4 separate regions of the Mus musculus genome follow, and all the other regions are linked to region 2. Evidence: chromatin contacts called from public promoter capture Hi-C data. All regions are on one chromosome and are shown on one strand. The core of a region is the stretch at or near the end of the contact, and the rest is flanking DNA. Distances in the headings are between cores, read along the strand shown. Region 1 holds the start of Xist (inactive X specific transcripts). Region 2 holds the start of Magee1 (melanoma antigen, family E, 1). Region 3 holds the start of Taf9b (TATA-box binding protein associated factor 9B). Region 4 holds the start of Cysltr1 (cysteinyl leukotriene receptor 1).

Region 1 (3,660 bases), core at 624-3,123, 1.6 Mb before region 2:
TAGAATTGCAAGCATGCGCTCTCCCGACCTGGGCAGGCACTTCGAAAAAATGATGACTAAAGACACACGTGAAGTACCAAGCGAAACTCACGTCCTTATGGGACAGTGACTCATCACAGTCTAATTCCATCCTGGCCACCAAGCAATAATGCACATTTCTAACTGGAAGTCAAGCAAACACCAACACTTTCACACTTGTGCCCATTTCTGACGAGTTACGTCAAGTGGCAACCAACACTTCCACTTAGCCTTGCCTCAGCTTCGAGTGGCACAAGGTAGGACCAACCACACCCTACCATAATGCACCAAGTGTACCCTCGGGCAAAGCCCGCCAAGTAGCTAAAGCCCGCCAAAAAAAAAATCACTGAAAGAAACCACTAGAGGGCAGGTCACATGACTTCCGCCATCTTAGACACATTCAAGAGCATGTGCCACCTCTCCAGGCTAACTCAGACATGAAGCTGACATGTGACACACAAAGCCCTTTGCGTTATACCGCACCAAGAACTTGAGCCGCCATCTTTTCCTGTACGACCTAAATGTCCTATAATCCATTGCTACACACCAGAACAAAGATTGGGCTGTCGAGCCTCGGGTGGAGCCCCCGAGCCGCCATTTTATAGACTTCTGAGCAGCCCTTAAAGCCACGGGGGACCGCGCCAGGGGTCCATATGCACACACACCCTGCCCAATCCCCACACCCACGCTGAGCCCTATCCCCTAGTCCTCTGCGGCTTCCGCGCAACACCGCACACTAATACGAGCACTCCTTGGCTTTCTACTTCCGGCTAGCACAACCCCGCAAATGCTACCACAAATCAAGGCGAATCCCGCAACCCCGCACATATAAAGAAAGCCTTTAGCTAGCGCAGCGCAATTGGTTGCTTTTATCCAGTCCGCTGTGCTCCTCGGTGTCCTAATTCTTGGCGTAACTGGCTCGAGAATAGCCGTATCACGCAGAAGCCATAATGGCGGACGCGGGCTCTCCACGCCCTGAACACCCACTCAGTTTAAGAGCAAAGTCGTTTTTCTAAGCCATAGGTTCACTCACACAGCACCAAACGATCAGCAGCAACAGTACACGCAAATAAGAGGCATAGATATTCCAGGTAGTGCAATAACTCACAAAACCATATTTCCATCCACCAAGCGCCCCGTTGGGCCGTGAAAAAAAAAATTTAAAGCAGGTATCCACAGCCCCGATGGGCAAAAGAAAAAGAAAAAAAAATAATAACAGCAGGTATCCGAGGCCCCGTTGGGCATGGGAAAAAAAGACTAAACGCAGGTATCCGAGGTCCCGATGGACCGAGAAAGGTTTTTTTGTTTTTTTTTTTTTTTTTACAAAAAGCAGGTATCCATGGCCCCGATGGGCTAAGGAGAAGAAAAAAAGAATAAAAGCAGGTATCCACAGCCCAGATGGGCAAGTTTAGAAAAAAAAATAATAAGAAAAAAAAAGAATGAAAAGGCAGGTAAGTATCCAAAACCCCGTTGGGCATGGAATGGCGGGGAGGACACACAGGTATCCGTGGCCCCGATGGGCAAGAATATATAAACAATGAAAGAAAGGTAAGTCCACCATACACACACAAGTATCAACCAAAAGGCACAACAAAGAAATATTCCTTAAAAATGAAAAATTGACTGAAAATATTACAAATATCAAAAAGTATGGAGGACATGTCAAAAAAAAAATCTTACCAGAACATATCAAAACGTCAAAAATCTCGTGGAATTTTGATATGTTTTCTTAAATAAGCCATAAGGCTTGGTGGTAGGGGAACTAAAAATGTTCCCCCAAAGCTCCTTAGATGGAGAGAAACCACGGAAGAACCGCACATCCACGGGAAACGAGCAAACATGGCTGGAGCAAGCCGTTGCACGCCTTTAACTGATCCGCGGCGCTGAAGGCGGAGAGACCAGAAGAGGAGTGGCCACAAAGATTGCAATTCTGACATCTTATTGGACCTTTAGGTCTAACTATATTATAAAAAAATTAAAATGAATAAAGATGGAGGTACGTAAGCTCAGTGACATGACGCGTGAATTTCATTATTTTGCGCGATAATGAAGGATTATCCTATTTTACAGCTAAAAACGTTTATGTAGAACTTCCACATAAACATTAAATAATGTACATTAGGTCACACACCTGTCTATGCAAAATTTCAATATATCTTCTACTTGGACAAACCATGTATCGCTCCGCGTCTTGGACACTAGAAGTTCTTCTGCATTAGTTGGCGACCTCAGATGAGGAGAGGAAAGGGTAGAAATGCCTCACAAAATGGCTCCTTGGTTCCTAAATTATCAGAGTATTAGTTGTGACCGATTTGGTGGGCTTACGCTCATAGTTTTGGGTCATTGGCATCTTAGTCTTTCTCTGGGAACCTGGTGACTCCATACCTTGGGACAAAAACGCACTGAAGTACGTTACTCGCTAGCAGTAATGAAAAATAATTCCTAAATGCCAAAGCAAAGCCTGAGGGAATAATAGCTCATTGGTATCTTACTCGCCCCAGAGACACTGCTAACTTAAAAGAACTGTCAAATTTTGTTAACTGTCAAACTATGAATATCCACATGAAAGAGATCAGACACCCTGGGTATTAGAAAATCAAAGGATATTGTTGTCTCGTTGATTCACGCTGACAAATAATTCACAGTCTGTTCTAAGTTCCCTTTAGGCGTCCCATGAATAATAAAGGACACAAAATTGGTTTGCTTATGGACGATCAAAGTGCCAGCAATTCACTAATCTTACTATTGAGGTGGTTCAGGTAGGGATGGAAAAATATCTGCTACAAAATAAACTGTTTCAACAAAAGAAAAACAAATTAACAAGTAAATAAATGATGCACACAGACTGAATAAACCAGCAGGTGGCAGCATGAATCTTTCCAAGGCATCTGAAGCCAAACTTGGAGTGCAAAAGGATTCCTATCTGAATTGAGAAGTAAAGGTTACTTTGTCTAACTTTAGTTGACAGAGCGATCAGGATCAGAGTAACAAGCACACCAAAAGCATCACCAGTGAGAAGTCACATAGGACATATTAGGGAAAAAAGACCCAAGGAAGGGCTCTTCACAGCTAAGAGCACCTGGCTCCACGATGGATATGGCTTTGTATAAACGAGAACTTCTAAATGAGCTGTACAAAGAGAATTTAGAACTTGCGAGGTACTGGTCACAGATTATGCAAGCCAGTGTATCATTTTTGTGGGGATGCTAGAGAGAATCATCAAATTAAAGAGTTAAATTTAGTCTCTGTGTTTTACTTAGTCCCAATTCTTGCAAACCTCATCATTCTTTCTCACACCGTGTACATCAAGGTATGTCAGGTTTCGGGGACACTTTTTAGTCTTATCACAAGAAAGCATGAAGGGATATGTGCTAAAACTCAGTTCCTGGGCTGGAGAGATAGCTCAGTGGTTAGGAGTGCTGACTGCTCTTCCAGAGGGCCTGAGTTCAATTCTCAACAACTTCGTAGTGGCTCACAGTCATCTGTAGTGGGATCCGATATCTAACCTCTTCTGATGTATCTGAACAGTGACCGACAGTGTACTCACATTAAATAAATATTTTTCTAAAAAACACCTCCATTCCTGTACACTTAACTAGGTAATTTATTGCATATTCTTTGTTTGTTTGTTTGTTTTGTTTT
Region 2 (3,347 bases), core at 828-3,327:
GTGGGAAAGTATGGTATGTACAGATTGACACGAACAGGTTGGTAGCTGTACATTCTGGTATGTACAGATTGGCACTTGGGGAAGCTGCAGAGCAGCTAACTAGAAATGGGGCAGGCATCCTGTGTCATTTCTCAGAGTTGGCCATTTGACTGTCTCTTGTTGGATCTAAGTTAGAAGAATACACAAAAATTATGGAAGTTGTTAATTATTAATCAAGTCCTGGACATTTGGAGCTGGTTGTTACAGAAGTTATTCTTTAGCTTCCTAGGTCATTACCAATGCTAGCAAAATGACATCTCACAGGATCTGGTTTGCTACAGGTGAGTGTATCTGGTTTTGCTCCAGGGAGGTTTATTGTAGATTTTCTAAAGAGGTTTCTAAAAGCTGTGGATTACAATTCTACTTTCCTGGTCCAGCCTTCGCCAAGTAATATTTGCTGTTTCTCAGCACACACCTCACATACAGCAATGAGAATAATAGTGTTCAAGCTGACTTGGGAAGAAATACATTGGTGTGCTGGTGCTGCTATACCTCCAGGGAGGAATCCTAAAGGCTGTTTTTAATTATACAAATGAGCTCTCTAGAAGAGTTTCCTTGTCAGTGGTTATGATAGAGCAGGTGGTCCTTCACTGAAACATAGCTATGTCATGATAAGAAGGAACAGAAATAAGCCAAATGTATGATAGTTAGTGTTTATTTTTTAAATAATGTGACCACCCCTGAGTGTTCCATATGTGACTGTTCTATTGTACATGGTATAATTTTGTGTGCAGCTATTAAATTAACAACTTTATTTAAATTGTGATCTCTTTTAATTCTAGTGCAGGCACATGGAAGAGCCCCTTCTTTGTGTGTGCTTGACAGTCATTAGGAAACATGAACTCTCATGCACACTAATGTGAACAAGAAGGAACACTCAACTCCCCAAATGTACACGTGTCTTCTGCTGCAGCAGAATATAGCATGGCATTTTTAACTGCATTCTGGGCTTGCTTCTCACCAGCTTGATTTTAATAGACTGTAGCAGAATCTTTGGGAAAGCTCCTCCACAAGTTTCACTTATGAAAATGAGCCTGTTCTCCTAACCATAGACATTAGCCAAGATTCAGAGGCTAATCATATGCACATATTTAGGTAATGCTGTAATAGGCCCATAGTCGATTTTGTGGACCCATGTGCTGAATGCAATGTGGATAACATAAAATATTGTTGGAATATGACACCATATGATTGATTCTGTTAAAACCAGTTGGTACTGCACAAAGCTACACAAGATTAACTTCACAGAAACATGCAGAATACTGGCAGCATAGGTAACCATGAGGCCCTATAAGGAAACCAAATGTTTCCTTCTATCCATTATCCTTCTAATTCTGGACAGCTTCCTGTGCTTTAGCTGGCTCATATTCCAGTAGCTCTTTAGTAACTAATAGAAACCTTCCCAGAGACTTGCCTCCATAAACCATGCTAATTGCAGTTTTCAAAACCTGACAGTGAGTTTTTCTAACAGACCCCATGGTGCTAACTAACTGTCCTAGGATAATTAATTTTGGGTGTGGTTGGAATAGCACTATTGAAGGACTCCACAAAAGAGATTACATTTTTCTACATTGGTAAGGGTTGGGACTGTGCAGTGAAAATTTCTAGCTAGCTACAGGTTTCCTAAGTAGAACTAAATCCCAGCCCTTTGGAGAAGGGGCAGTAATTTGAGAGGTATTAGAGGTTTCGATAGAGAAAATGACAGAGGAGACAAGGGAGGGGATGAAAGCTGCACCCTTCCATGCGCCACGCACATTTTCCCCAATGCATCCTTAGGATGCAATTTTGAAAATCTATCAAGTACCTGACACTTGGGTAGAAACCTTCTAGTAGGTACCCTGACTCTTGAGAAATAGCTAGTATTACCTCCATTTACCCATCTGCTCCAAGCTCCTTGTCTCCTATCAAAGCCTCCCTCCTGCCATTGCGCAGTTTTGGTGCAGAATCACCAGGTCCACTTTCGCAAACCCACGGGAGAGGCTGGGTTGGGCGGGGTCGCCTTGTCGCAGAGCCCAACTGCGCCTGCGCGGACTGCGGCAGAAGGCGGGGTGTGAGAGGCGAGCATTCTGAGACTAGCGTTCACAGTCGGCTAGAACCTTCGTTCTTGCCCACCACCTCTAATTTCTGCTCCTGCGACTTGCTCGGGCCTGGCAGCAGCAGCATTCCTGCTCTAGCGGCAGTTCCGTGCAGAGGCGCCTACATACCTCTCCCCCTCGTCTGTGAGATCGCGGGCCTGTCAGTGTCAGCTTCCACACGTCGGTCGACAGGACCATGTCGCTGGTAAGCCAGAATTCGCGCCGCCGCCGCGGTGGAAGGGCCAATGCGCGCAGAAACAACGGGAAGGGTCACCCTGCTGCTGTGCCAGGCCCAGACGTCCCTCGGGATCGCAACGATCCTAAGATCCTCCAGGGCCTCCGCGCCTCTGAGGGCCCTGGCACCTCCATGCTGCCCACCCCCCGGGAGGGCCCAAGCGCCTCTGTGCCGCCCACCGCCTCAGAGGGCTCAAGCGCCCCTAGGCAGTTCATCATTTCCCAGGGGCCGAACACCTCCGAGATGCCCACCTCCAGGAAGGGTCGGGGCGCCTCCCGGCCTCCTGCAGTTTCCGCAGGGCTGAACACCGCTATGTCAATCACCGCCTCGGAGGGCCCGAATAGCCCTGTGCCGCCCACTGCTCCTAAAGGCTCAAAGGCCTATGAGCATCTCCCTGTCTCAGAAGGGCTGGCCATCTCTGAGCAGCGTCACTCTGATGGGGGCCCTAACATGGAGCCCACCCTGGGTGAGGGCCCGGGAATCTCGGTGCCGCCCACCTTCTCTGAGGAATCGGGCATTTCTGATGAGGGCTTGAGCATCTTTATGTCGCCCAACATCTCGGAGGGACCGGGTATCAACGAGCCCTACTCCGTTAGTGAGGACCCAAGCACTTCGGTGCCGCCCACTGACTCTAATGGACTGGGCATCAACCTGCCGCCCACCTTCGGTGAGGGCCTGAGCATCTCTATGCTGTTCTCCGCTTTGGAGGAACCCGACATCTTTGCGCCGCCCCCCTCCGCTGAGGGACTGTTCGCCTCCATGTCGCCCCCCTCCGGTGAGATCCAGAGCTCCTGGGTGTCGCCCATCATAATGGAGGGATGTAACGTCAACGTGCCGCCCACCTCCAAAAAGGGACTGCGCACCTCGGTGCCATCAGCTGCTTGTGAGAGCCCGAGCACCTCAGCCGAGGGCCTGAGCTCGTCCCTGTCATCCATTTCTGCTGAGGGCTTCTGCAGCTCGCTGGCGCCATGCGCTGCGGAGGGATCCTGTGAGCTGCT
Region 3 (3,432 bases), core at 922-3,421, 1.1 Mb after region 2:
AGTCTCCGAACAATTGGAGTGGGGACTGTCCCTGAATCTGTTGCCTGCCTGTGGATTCTCTTCCCCTAGCTGTGCCACCTTGTCTGGCATCAGTGGGAGACTTGTAGTCACTCCTGTAGTGACTTGATGTGCCAGGGTAGGAGGGTACCCAGGGGATTCTCTCTTCTCAGAGGGGAAGGGAGGATGTGGGGAGTAGAAGCTGTGTGAGGGGGGACTGGGAGGAGGGGGGCTTGGATCCCGATATAAAGTGAGTAAATAAATTAATGAAAAAAACCCCATAAGCTAACTAAAACTCCCCTGTCCTCCGTTTTGACATAAGCAATTCATGTAGCCTAAGACAGCTTTGAACCCCTAATCCTCCTGCCTTAGCACCCCTACTGTTGGAATTATAGGCACTAGTTACTACACCTGTCCAGAAAACCTTACCTTTTTAACTAAGGACTTCAGCCTATAGTTTGGAGCTGTTAAGCAGTATCTATCAGGTGGCAGTCTGGGTCCTGCATATGGCTTAATCAGCGGCAAAGGGGTTTGATTCTTCTGCCTTGCAATATCTAGTAAAAACTAATAGAGAAAAATACTCATTAGAAATATACCTTTTAAAGTGTAAGTAAGAAAAACTGCAAATAAACGTTTGCTCACATCTCTTGGGGGAGGAGAGGTAAAGGACTGGTCAGCCCGACACTGGATGGCCAGTCTCACGTCATCGGCATCAACAGTGGGTTTCTTAGCATGACTCGAATAAATCTTTGCATCGTCCAGAATTGTAGTCACATATCCTTTAAGAGCAAAATAATTTTTTCTTAAACGAATGAAGAGATTTCAAGGCAGGATCTTAACTAGCCCATACCGGCCTCACTATATCGCCAAGGGATCCCTTGGAACTTCCGATCCTCTTGCCTCTCCTTCTCAAGGGCTAGATTACAGTATGCATAACCAAGACTAACCTAAAAGCACCTTACTATTTATGCTCCCTGGTTTTTAAAGGTTCCGCTAATTTCTGGAACCTTTATGAATTTTGGTTTTAATCGCTAATTGTCCTATTCGCATACTTTACTTATGCGGACATGCCATATCTAAATACTACAACCCCTTAACTTGCGCTCCTTTTTAGTGCTTTACTCATCTCTAGATTAGTAACAACTGCTTTTGGTTTAAAGTGTTATAGCAAACGAGCTTCTCTAATTCATGAGGTCAGGTTTTGGGTGTATTCACTTATTTAACTTACGGAAAGCAAATTCCAACATTTGATTTATAACCCTTGGCTCATACTCTGTGATTCCCATATCCTTCAGGATCTGTGCCATCACCTGTGGATTCAAAGAAAGACAAAATGCCAGACGGAATGCGCGATGTTAAGTGAAAGAAATCAAGGCTGGATGGAAGGCATATTTTTATATGCAGCAAACCGTTCCTCCTTGTGCCTCTCCCAGTGTTTGCCTATCAGTGATCACACAAAATCAGGCATATGTTCTTGCTGAAAACTTTTAGCAAGGGTGGGAGCAAAGGCACAAGAATGGCCTTTACCGGCTTTCCAGGCAGAGGTAGGGGTGGGTCCAGCTGGCTGTCATTTTCGGATCTGTCAGCGAGGGAAGCTACTAGCATCAGAACCCATGTCGCAGTCAGGGAATCCTCGTGAAGCGAGGAGGCTGCGGACTTGTGGGTGGGGGTGGCCTCGGGCCAGCGAGACAAAGCCCCGCGGCAGCCCTTTGGAGGGGCTCCCCAGGAGCAAGGACGGAGCCCCAGGGACAGGGGGACTCCACTGCCCTTTCCCAGCCACGTCTACCGGCTGCAAACGGCGCGCGATCCCCGCCAGGCGCTCGGGCTCCCCCGGCAAGCGCTCGGGCTGGCCTGTCTCACAGGTCCCAATGCTACGGAGTGCGCCGGGCCCTGCTCCCCGCGCGCGCTTACCAAGGCATCTCTCGGAGCGTTCTTGATAGGCGCCATCTTGGCCGGCTCCATTTTCTCTTGCGGCTCCTCAACCTCGGAGATAGAGCTGCAGGCGGTTTCCACCTCGGTCTGGCTCCACCCCTGTGGGGGATGGAAGGCGGTCCTAGCACGCAGCTCCCCGGCCGGGGCTGCTTCCCAGCCGCCAGCCCCCACCTGTGTGGACTTGGCTACCCGGGGCCCATGCAGGTTCGGAGGTGGAGAGGTGCGGAGGAAGTCGCCCTAGCGATGCTCAGCGACTCTGCGCCATGCAGCGCCAGCTCCCCTCCGACCATCCTCACTCCCACTTAATGCCCACTGGTCCTCGGAGTTTCCTGGAATTCCCTCAGAGGCCCTTCCTCCACTCGGCCGCTGGGTGAACATGGTTCTGGCAAACGCGACAGCCCGTTCCATTTGAATATCACATTAACAACGAATGTGTATCACCACCTCGGCACACAGGCCATGTTGATACTGCAAAATTAGTTGCTCCTTAGCTGACATCCAAATTTAAGTGGGCATTAGGAAATCTTTTTCAAATCTGGGAACCCTACCCAATAGACCAGAGGTTTTCGACCTGCGGGTTGCGACTCCTTCGGGGTCGAACCACCCTTGCACTGGGGTCGCATACGCTGTTTACATTACAACTCATAACAGCAAGAAAATTACAATGATAAAGTAGGAACAAAAATACTTTTATGGTTGGGGGCTCACCACAAGCTGAGGAACTGCATGAAAGCATCTCGAAGGGGGAAAGCCACTGCAGTAGATCCGGTTCTTCACACGTGGGGATTTGGTCTAGCCTACAAAAGCACCGGCTTCCCTACGTCCTCACGGTCTGAGGGGCTCCAGCCTCTAGGGTGGAAACTGGACTCTTTTTTGTCTCCCAGATTGCCCACTCCCATATATATATATATATTTTCAGAATAGGGACCGGCTAAGAGAGGTTTCGAGCGGTTAAACGCTCTTCCGGCATGACAAGTCTGATGACCTCTGAATTCCACAAATGCCCCTGGGCGTGAGTACCCCGAGGTTCACGAGGTTCACGCCATGGCTTCTACTTCCCCTACCCTTAGAATTACGAAGTTAACAGTCTCTGGTTTAAAACGAGTCCGAGAATCCCGTTCCTACGTTTCTCAACAGCCCTGTTCTCTTCCGCCTTCGAAAAGGTTGCCAGGACACCTGGATCAGACACAACCAGGCCCATTAATTAGCGACAAGTCCTATCAGGGTAACTTCACAAAATTACATCCCATCTCGTTGGTACCTAGCTCTAGAGCGTTGATAGTAGCATCTTTCCGCCGACCGCTTACGAAGATTAGAGAATTAGGCCTACCAAATGAGGCCCTTTCACGTCCTCACAACTGAATGGGCCTCGTAGTTATAACAAAGACTGTTTTACTTAAAATTCTCCAGGAGTACCTCTCACAGATTTAACATTTCGGGGCTTAGCGAACCCTTCAGTTTAGGTAGGGCAGTTTACCTCATCCGAGGACGACTCCTCCTCGA
Region 4 (3,613 bases), core at 1,102-3,601, 1.5 Mb after region 2:
TATCTCATCTTGCTACATTCTTTATGTTTATAGTCACAGCAGCATTGTGATTTCCCCTAAGAATGGGGACTATGTCTTAACCACTTTGGAGGTAAGACATTTTTTGTATTACGCTTAAACAATACTTTCTTTGCTAGATTATAATAACTTTGAGATATTTTAATAGGAACCCGAGAAAGAGTAAAATAGACAAAATAGCTAGGGATGTAGCTCGGTGGTAGAGTGCTTGCTGAGAATGCTCAGAAGCCTGTGTTCAAACTTTTCACCTCCAAAATAAAAGTGGAAGCCCAGAGAGAAAGAGCTATACTAATTGAGAAAGTATTACATGATATCAAGGTTTCCAAATTTGACATGTCGTTTGCGTTCTTTCTCTTTAGGATTCCTCATTATCAGCCCACGGTACACCAAAGGCCAATTTATAATTTCCTGGGCCATAGAAGAATCATTCTTCTCTGATAGAGTTTATAAATGCATCAGGTTTGATTCAAGTTAGGAGGGGACAGGTAATGGGAAGTGAAAAAGGCTAACAGTAAATCAGGAAGACTCTGACAGGGCTAGCTCAGCCTTACTCCAGCCTGTGACATTTTTTTGTTTTAATTGATCGGATCATGGTCTAGATTATTTTTTGTAGGACTCGAATGCCCAACATAATTAGGATTTTTCAGAGAACGAGGAGCAGTATTATTAAAAGAGATAGATGTAAACATAATATTTTGATTATGTTTATCTACTATGTAGACAGAGGTAAACTTTAGTCACAATTGGGGTACTAATTGTAAAATTATGACAGGAAATAATTTTTCAGTGACTTAAACTTGATGCCACAGATATGATAAATTTAAAATTATCTAGACACAAATTTTATCTAAAATATACTCTGGTAATAATACTTTATAAATCTTTATAAAATGTTTGCTATCATTCTTAAAGCAGTATACAAACAGATCCAAGTTAGATGCCCTCTAACTATATGGTAGTTTGATCTCCTTGATTTCAAAACAATTGCAGAGACAGGGATTTAGAACCACTGAATTTAAAAAGGTAGTGCCTGCCAGTCTATTTGCATACCATTGAAAATAGCTAAGAAGACAAAAAAACGTTCTTGTCCCATGTGGTTGATTAAATTGTATGACTTCTTAGTCTAATGTTAACCTAGTGAGTTTAGCCCTAAGTTACAAAGTAGGTCATAGGTATTTCTACTAGTTGTCTGTAAGTTGATAGGGCTTTCTTTCTGTAGTCTTGAGTCAAATGGCCAGTTTCTAGCAGCGTGGTGTGTTGCAAGGAAATTCCTTAACCTGTCTGAGTCACTTTTCTCTTTACCTAAGAGAGGGGCCTGGGGGAGGGTAGAATGAGAACTATGATGAGAATGAAGGAGTGGGGGAAAGAGGGACATCCTGTCTCAATTATAGGATGCAAAGAAGGTGAAAAGTGTGAAACTTTGAGCAGGATGTAAAGTGAATTAAGTAAGAAGAAAACAAAGCATGAAAGTGCCTCGTGAAAAGTCTAGGTCAGCCCCCAACTGGTTGGTTTACGTGCAGCAGCAGCCGCTGAACACATTCTTTCCACATTTAAATCTGCATTACAGAAGCTCCAGGGTAGCCTTAAGATGGGAGCTTGAGGCCGATTTTGCACTTCTGGCTGAGTCGTAAAGGTGCTGGAGGCTTGAGGAATGCCACCTCAACAGTTTGCCATTTTGAGCGTGCAACAGAGGCAGTGAGCTACACTTGCTGACAGGCTGATTAGACGATCAGAGCTCTGGCCAAGAACCAAAGCCGAAAGAATGCAGATGTTCAGATTAGCAGCTTAATTCAAGGCAGATAAGGCAGGGCAGTTATCCACAATCTCTGAGGCATTTGGTAGAATCTGCCATCAGTTCAACTTTGCTCCAACCAACCCAATTTTCTTACCTGCTGATTCCAAGCTTCACAGTTTAAGGTCCTTTTGCTCCCTGAAGCAAGATCCAAATCTTCAGAAATTCCAACCTGCTAGTCTCCTGGTGAGCTAACCCTGGATGGTGAGCTGCAAATAAGTCTGGATATTCGGGATGGTCCACTCCATTCACAGGGCTCCTGCTCTTTAGGAATGTTTCTTTTCCAGAGGAGAGAGGTCAGGCCATGGCACATTTGCTAGCCAATAGACCTCGACTCTTCTTCCTGTTTCTTAGTACTTCTCAAGCCGCTTCAACCCCGCCAGAGTTTGGCTTCCCTGGTTTAAAGTGGGGGAAGGGAAAGAGCGGAGAGGGAAGAAGAATAGAAACTGGAGACTTGCACGTAATATGCACAAATGAGTGTTTATCTCTGGCTACTGCAATAGAATCCTCAGGAAGTCATGCAGCTGCTCTGAGGTGGGAAGTAAGGAGGAGTGTCTGCTGTTCAGCTTACTTCTCTCTGATTTTTATGACTGGAGGGTGCTTAGGCTATTTGTAGGCGGGGAAAAGATAATCCTACCAGTATATGCTAATATATCTGGCATTATGTGAAACTTGATCTTAAGATATACTTCCTCTTTACCTCTCTCCTTCCATATATCCTCTCTCCTTCACAGGCTGTATGTGTGTGTGTCCCCCTCCTTCATGAAATTTGTGATTCTATAAGAATTTTGAAAAGCATTTTTCTTTTTGATTGTCTCATATCCTAGGAGGAAAAGGACATGCCAATCTAGAGTGTGCTAATTAGAACCTGAGGTGTGATTTGATGTTGAAGACAAATTGATAAGATTTTGAAGTAAACTGGGTGAATGAACTACTTTGAATTTTACTATGAAAGTCCTGTGTTGGGATACACACACACACACACACACACACACACACACACATTGTGTAAACGTAGCCTTATTATTAATAACTAGTTGGAAGGACTTGTAAATGTCCTTATAACAGTGGCTTTCTGGCCAGTTATGGGCTACAAGAAAGAAATTTCTCAAATTTTCCATCTTTAGGCAGCCTAATGACTTTACAGTCACTCTTTATCCTCTTCCACGGAATCCTTGGATGCAGTGGTAATGATGATGCTTGGGAGAAAAGGTCGTCCAAGAACATTTAAAAGGGAAGCAAACATTTGGATTCAAGAGCAGACTTTAATCCTATCTTGGGAATTTTATTGCTATTTTAGCCAGTATTTATTCAATGGAATTGAGTTTATAAGAGATACAGAGTATAAAGTTTTACTTCCCCTCCAGTATGTGTTGTTTTCAAGGAGTTTGAGTTATGGCAGAAGGGGTATTTTTTTTTAGATACTGAAGAAAAGTGCTTTAAGATAGCACCACTTGGGGCTGGTGAGATGGCTCAGTGGGTAAGAGCACCCGACTGCTCTTCCAAAGGTCCAGAGTTCAAATCCCAGCAACCACATGGTGGCTCACAACCATCTGTAATGAGATCTGATGCCCTCTTCTGGTGTGTCTGAAGACAGCTACAGTGTACTTACATATAATAAATAATAAATAAATCTTAAAAAAAAGAAAAGATAGCACCACTGTTGGTGTAGCATCGAGGGGGTGCCCCCCCCCTCTGACTTCTTTATTTCTTTAGTTGTGTCTCTGTTCCTGAGTGATGGGAAGAACAGGCTTTCCATCAGCTCTGACAGGGCTTCACTTTCTATTAGCTGCTCCAATCTTA

The links. Promoter capture Hi-C pulls out the DNA fragments that hold promoters and counts their contacts.
Region 1: a promoter capture Hi-C map of hippocampal neurons shows a contact between it and region 2, with 5 times the contacts expected there. The contact joins the promoter of Xist here to the promoter of Magee1 in region 2. A contact is called at or near these places in 3 of 39 promoter capture datasets (cranial neural crest, hippocampal neurons and pre-B cells), 1 of 484 Hi-C or Micro-C datasets (B cells) and 2 of 115 datasets of contacts at active chromatin or transcription factors (astrocytes and thymic regulatory T cells).
Region 3: a contact with region 2 is called in a promoter capture Hi-C map of embryonic stem cells, with 9 times the contacts expected there. The contact joins the promoter of Taf9b here to the promoter of Magee1 in region 2. A contact is called at or near these places in 2 of 39 promoter capture datasets (embryonic stem cells and erythroid cells), 2 of 484 Hi-C or Micro-C datasets (cerebellum and uterus), 1 of 115 datasets of contacts at active chromatin or transcription factors (astrocytes) and 2 of 9 other capture datasets (liver and macrophages).
Region 4: a promoter capture Hi-C map of embryonic stem cells shows a contact between it and region 2, with 5 times the contacts expected there. The contact joins the promoter of Cysltr1 here to the promoter of Magee1 in region 2.

What each region holds. Positions count from the first base shown.
Region 1 is chrX:103,481,360-103,485,019 of GRCm38.p6, forward strand. It overlaps Xist (inactive X specific transcripts), which reads right to left and starts at 1,874. Exons shown (of 8, transcript NR_001570.2): 1 at 1-1,874. It also overlaps Tsix.
Region 2 is chrX:105,118,301-105,121,647 of GRCm38.p6, forward strand. It overlaps Magee1 (melanoma antigen, family E, 1), which reads left to right and starts at 2,078. Exons shown (of 1, transcript NM_053201.4): 1 at 2,078-3,347. The coding sequence starts at 2,311.
Region 3 is chrX:106,217,671-106,221,102 of GRCm38.p6, forward strand. It overlaps Taf9b (TATA-box binding protein associated factor 9B), which reads right to left and starts at 2,172. Exons shown (of 7, transcript NM_001001176.2): 1 at 1,909-2,172; 2 at 1,226-1,307; 3 at 640-776; 4 at 427-561. The coding sequence starts at 1,959.
Region 4 is chrX:106,601,328-106,604,940 of GRCm38.p6, forward strand. Cysltr1 (cysteinyl leukotriene receptor 1) reads right to left here and starts at 2,352. Exons shown (of 4, transcript NM_021476.5): 1 at 1,908-2,352. All of the region lies in intron 1 of Gm5127 (predicted gene 5127), which reads left to right.